2 separate regions of the Sus scrofa genome follow, and region 2 is linked to region 1. A link is a contact called in public Hi-C data. All regions are on one chromosome and are shown on one strand. Each heading gives the region's core, a stretch centred on a gene start, on an enhancer-like site or on the middle of the called end of the contact. The rest is flanking DNA. Distances are from core to core; before and after follow the strand shown. Region 1 holds the start of RNF13 (E3 ubiquitin-protein ligase RNF13). Region 2 has its middle 210 kb from the start of TSC22D2.

Evidence for each region. Hi-C and Micro-C count contacts between places; a contact is called where the count stands out from the background.
Region 2: a Hi-C map of liver shows a contact between it and region 1, with 5 times the contacts expected there. The contact joins the enhancer-like site here to the promoter of RNF13 in region 1. A contact is called at or near these places in 1 of 5 promoter capture datasets (liver), 4 of 47 Hi-C or Micro-C datasets (embryonic fibroblasts, heart right ventricle, liver and 1 more) and 1 of 2 datasets of contacts at active chromatin or transcription factors (skeletal muscle).

Annotation. Positions count from the first base shown.
Region 1 is chr13:90,033,406-90,036,034 of Sscrofa11.1, reverse strand. RNF13 (E3 ubiquitin-protein ligase RNF13) reads right to left here and starts at 1,347. Exons shown (of 9, transcript XM_013980793.2): 1 at 1,187-1,347.
Region 2 is chr13:90,430,733-90,433,361 of Sscrofa11.1, reverse strand. No RefSeq gene overlaps it. Among named protein-coding and RNA genes, the nearest start is that of TSC22D2, 210 kb to the left of the region's middle. Within about 2 kb of position 1,306, at least 4 of the 83 cell types and tissues checked have an H3K27ac peak or open chromatin away from gene starts, as enhancers often do. A contact at or near this core is called in liver, where this site is marked.

The DNA of each region.
Region 1 (2,629 bases), core at 98-2,597:
GATGTGCTTCGATATTTTTTTCCCTTCTTCTTCCTAATGTTATTGCACAAAATTGATTCCAAAATCCATTAATAAGTCCCCATGGGCCCTACACTGCACTTCTTACCTCCTGTTTAAAGCTCTTTTAAACTGCTACCACAATTCAGTTTTATTACTCTGAGGTAGAGCTAATCTCCTCGATCCATTAAAATTTGTCCTTAAAAAGATGAAATTGTTGAAAAGTCCTTCCTTAAACCTTGAACTGATATTTCTCTAACAAGAACTCTTTAGCGGCACACCCATCTTATTTATTTATATTGTATCCAAAACTGCAGATGTTCTCCTTGGAGAACAACACATCATTGTTGAAAGGAATGCATTAGTTTTCACTGTTCCTGCTGCATCACTGACATAATAGTTAACCATCAGGCAAGACTGGAGCAAAACCAAAGGACCTGAGCAACTACTCAAGGTGCTGAAGCTACAACCGAAACAACAGTTTTGGAACTATTGACAGATTAGGACAAAGTAGAGAAATCTACCAAAAGCTGGCAGAAAACACTCAGTGGCTGCCACCAAATACGTGTAAGTGCTTCTGGGATCGCCTGGCTTCGTTGTCTGCCCACTCCCCCTCTGGGACAGAGTTCTTTCATCAGTACGGGTCAACTCAATAAGCGCCCTGGCAGAGCTGCCAACTTTAAGGGGGCGATCCCTAGCAGAGTCACGTCCCACCTCCAATTTAGCTTCCGGGGTGGGGGTGGGGGGAAGGTTTAAAAGAACAGAGGCGAGTGCCCTCTTTTTTGTGTCAAAGACTAAAGAGTTCCCACAATTAAAGTCAAGTGACTTTGCCCAGGGACTCTGCAGCAAGTGCTGGACCAGGAAAAGCCTTCCGGACATCTTCCCAGACTCCAGCCACCTTACGAGAGGAATGTAAAAAGCAAAACGGATAACATAACAACTTTGGATACACACAAACTCACAGGATGGTAATGCGAGGGGGACTCGACCCTTCAGGGGAAGCCCTTTTTATTTTACCTTTTGCAAAACACCTAATTTCCTCCGTGCCCAGTCTGGGGAAGAGCAGCAAAGAGCTCAACGGTGGGGCCGCCTCGGAGTTCCAGGGCTGGTAAGGGGGGTGTGTTCTCCCCGCCAGGCCCCGCGAAAGACAACCCGCCACCCGGCATCCACGACACGGGAGTGCTCTTACCTGGAAGCCTGACCTCGCAACACAAATAGGCTCCCCTGCCGCCTTGCTGCGGGAGAAGTCCCCTAACCTGACTTCATGCCTGAATCTCCGCACCGACCGCCACAGCCTAGAGTCGGAGCGCGGACGACAACACCAAGGCGAGGCGGAAGTCCCGCCCCCCAACCCTCATTGGTCTTCACTCGAAGATAGAAGGAAGCCATTGGGCCACAGAGCTGCTCGCTAAGGCTCCTTCCCACTCTCACGCTGGGTCTCGCTCCGTCTCGCTCCAGTCCGGCTCGGAGAGACACCCAGCTTGCAGAGTCGCGTTCTTGGCCTCGTGATCCGCCCGCTCTGGAAGGGCAGGGTGGGGCGGGCTTCTGGAACAGGGATGAAGGGTCCACTTTTGGCGGGGAAAGGGGTAGGGATGGCCAAGGGGATAGGCTCTGGAATCCTGCCCTGTTCCTCCAGGAGTGGAGGCCGCGAGGTCAGGTGGGGAATGAACCTAGTGGCCAGGGCTGGCCAGCCTAGTCTGTTTGGGCTTTGGGGCCAAAGCAGACCGAGACCCAGCTGGCAGGCTGCCCCTGGGCGGGCCTTGGCTCTGGAGCGGACGCGCCGCCTTCCTGCACCACACTTAACGACCGCGGAAGAGGCTAGGATGAGGCGTCATTCCCCTCTGCAACATGCCCCGGTTGAGACTGGTAGATATGGGACCAAAGTCAATGCTTTAGTGTTTAAATAGCGTTGTTAAGAGGTGCGAGCAACTGGAGGACTAAACCGTAGTCCCCGGGTGCATGAGTAGGAGCCGTGCTGACGTCAGCGCTCGGCCTGGCACGCGATACCCCGAGACTCAGCAAAAGTTAAACCCTGTGATTTTTAACCTTCGTCAGCCTTTAAAAACCCTTATCTCTTTTAAAGAACCAAAAAAACTCCACCCCTCCGCCCTCTGGTAAACCTTCCGAGCCCTGGGTATTCCAATTGAAATTTCAATTACCCGAATTGGAACATCCACACTAATTAACCATTTGCTAACTAGCCACTTTAAAGAAGCAATGTGGGTTACTGCAAAGATTGCAGTCATGAACTAGAGTGCCAGGAAACCTAGATTCTGGCCCTGCTCTGCTTCAAAATAAGGCCCCTTTAAAAGTCCATTACAGGCTTTACAAACTTCAACCTCATCTTCTAAACAAAGGAGGGGTGAGAGGGAGTGATTCCTTAGAACACCTGTTTAACGTCCTTGGCTGTAACTAGTAACCTTAATTTCTCCGGGGAGACCTGAGAAATAGGAAGACTCCCTATTATGTATCCTTTTGTGCCTTTCAAATTTTGAACTTTGTGAATAAACCCTACTCAAAATTTAAATACAAAAAATTGTCCCTTCATGGCTCAGCAATTAAGGAATCCGACTGGGATTCATGAGGATGCGGATTCAATCCCTGGTCTCGCTCAGCGGGCAAAGGATCTTGC
Region 2 (2,629 bases), core at 57-2,556, 400 kb before region 1:
CGATGTTCCGAATCACAGTTCCAGCTGAAAACCAGAACGCTGCCCTGCTGCGGGGGTGAGTCCCCAGGCCATTTCCCAAGAGACTCTCCACTCCCCATGGGAAGCCAGGAGGTGTGGTCCACCGATGGGTGAACCTGACAAATTAACCTCGTGCCCTCAGGTAACAACACATGATCCCAGTGAAAAAGACCCCTGGAAGAGTGACTCCTTGGATAACAATTTCAGGCACAGCTTTATAGGGAAGTGATGCTGAGATACAGTTTTTTGTTTGTTTGTTTTTTTAGCAGGGCTCCTCACTTTATATTGAAAATACTAATGACATCTACTTGCATTGGTAAAGGGTTCTCAGAGCACTTTCACCTATTAATTAGTTCAGCTGACCCTCCTAAGAACCCAAGGAAGACAAATGAGGGAGATACTTGTCCTCATTTTTGAGACAAGAACATTGAGAGGAAGTGAGGTTGTGACTCCTTGGAAGATCCTCATGTAATGGAGAAGAGGCTCAACCTCAGATCTTGATTCCCCGTCATTCAGCACTTGTTCCTAGACCAGCATTTCCTGTAAGCTGTCTCTCCCATTACCTGAAAAGAGGACTTTGGTAGCAGGTATTCGTTTTGGCATCCTCAGTGCTGGCATTTTCTGAGTGCTTAATATCTGTATGTTCAGCAAATGAATTTTAAAATCCTGCCAGAAGACTTGTAAAGTGATGCAGCAGCTTTTGTCAACCTCCTTTCTACGTCTTTCCTCCCAGCTACACCTACACTTACACAAACACACACACACACTTTAACCCTGCAGGCTATAGTTTTCCTTCAATCTTTCTTTTTTCCTTTGTCTTTTTTAGGGCTACACCCTCAGCATGTGGAAGTTGCCAGGCTAGGGGGTCAAATCCAAGCTGTAGCCGCCAACCTACGCCACAGCCACAGCAATGCCAGATCCAAGTCGTGCCTGTGACCCACAGCGCAGCTCACGGTCACACTGGACCCTTAACCCACTGAGCAAGGCCAGGGATTGAACCCGCATCTTCATGGATCCTAGTCAGATGCATTACCTTTGAGCCAAACGGGGAACTCCCCAAGCTATGCTTTTTTTGATACTTCTTGGAAAACCTCGGAGAACCAGAGAAATCTAAGGATCAAGAGGGAATCAGAGGTGACCTCACATGTATTGGGAGGCCCCAAATGGTCTCTGGACATGTCTTTAGATTTAGAAGGTAGAATCTTAGCTGAATCCTGACAGTGCTTAGAATTGTTCAGCTTGCGCTCCGGGATCTGCTCTCCCAAGGTCAGGCCTGCCTTCAGTGGTATGCAGTGCCCTGCAGGAGCCACAAGAGGGAGCCAGTGGCGTGGAGAGCCGGCCTTAAAGGATTCTCTTGCAGCAGAATTGATCCCCCAGAGGCTGGACTGAACCCACAAAAGGAATCTGGATGGAGCGCCAAAGTTGGAGAAGGAGGAGGCTTTGGGGTTGGGGAAAGTAATAGAGCGAACTCTAGAAAAACTAGAACTGTAGAGGAAAGCAGAGAAGGAGGGTGTCAAAATTGTAATTAATCATATTTTATATAAAAAATAAATCGAAGGGGACTTTGTACTATTCTGATTTTTTTGGCACAAGTGCATATTATTTTCATAATTACCAAAGAATAAATAAACATATATTTAAAACAAATGGGAAAAAATAGAACAAACAGTGAGCACAATGATGGAAAAATCCCATAGCTGCTCTGGAGTTCTGGAAAAAATCAATGTCATTCCTAGTTTTTTTTTTTTTTTTGGCTTTGCTGCCAGGCTTTGCCCCCATGCCTCCACATCTGCACTCGCATCCACTGTCTCCTTTTCCTCCACTCTTTCTCTTAATGATCTCTCTGTAATTGTCTTCTGAACAAACTGCCTTTAGTATGAAATTAATATAAATAAATTAAAAGCAGGTAGAATCAATGTTTTGCAATAATTCTTAATTGAAGCTGTTATCATTTCTACTTCTTTATGAAAATAAACTCCCACATGACTGGTGCCATTAATGTGCTATAAATACAATTGTCAAAACTTCATTAGAAACTATAGTGAAACTATTTTTATTGCCTCTTGGAAGTCTCTATTTAGAGGATATGTTTTATGTATCCTGATAGGCAGGGCTATCAAGCAATGAGAATGATTTTAATTAAACATCTTAGACTTCATGTATCTAATTGACACCTTCCCTGCAAACCACGGGAACCAATATGATTATTAAGGGCATCAAAGCATTTGGCTTAAGAAATTGCCCTCTGAGTCCATTTAAAACATACAAAGAAAAAAATCAATTTATGTCTTGCCTCTTTGGGACTCCCAATGTTATTAGCCATTTTAAAATGTGTTTTATGCATTCAAATTTAGCCACTGGTGACTCAAAGCTTTTCTGGAAATTAATCCACCCTCAGAGGATGAAGACACACCACATCCATTAGGGGCTTTAGTATCAGGAGCAGGAGGGAAGGATGAGAGGAATCTGGTCTTGCCATTGAGGCTGGAGCTCTCTGATGGATGGGAGAGGAATATGAAGGTTCTAGTCGTTTGCAGATGCCCTCTAAGTTTCTCCCTGGTACCCACACAGTAGAGAGGAGCCTCGGGTGGAGCCTCTGCTCACTGCCCCA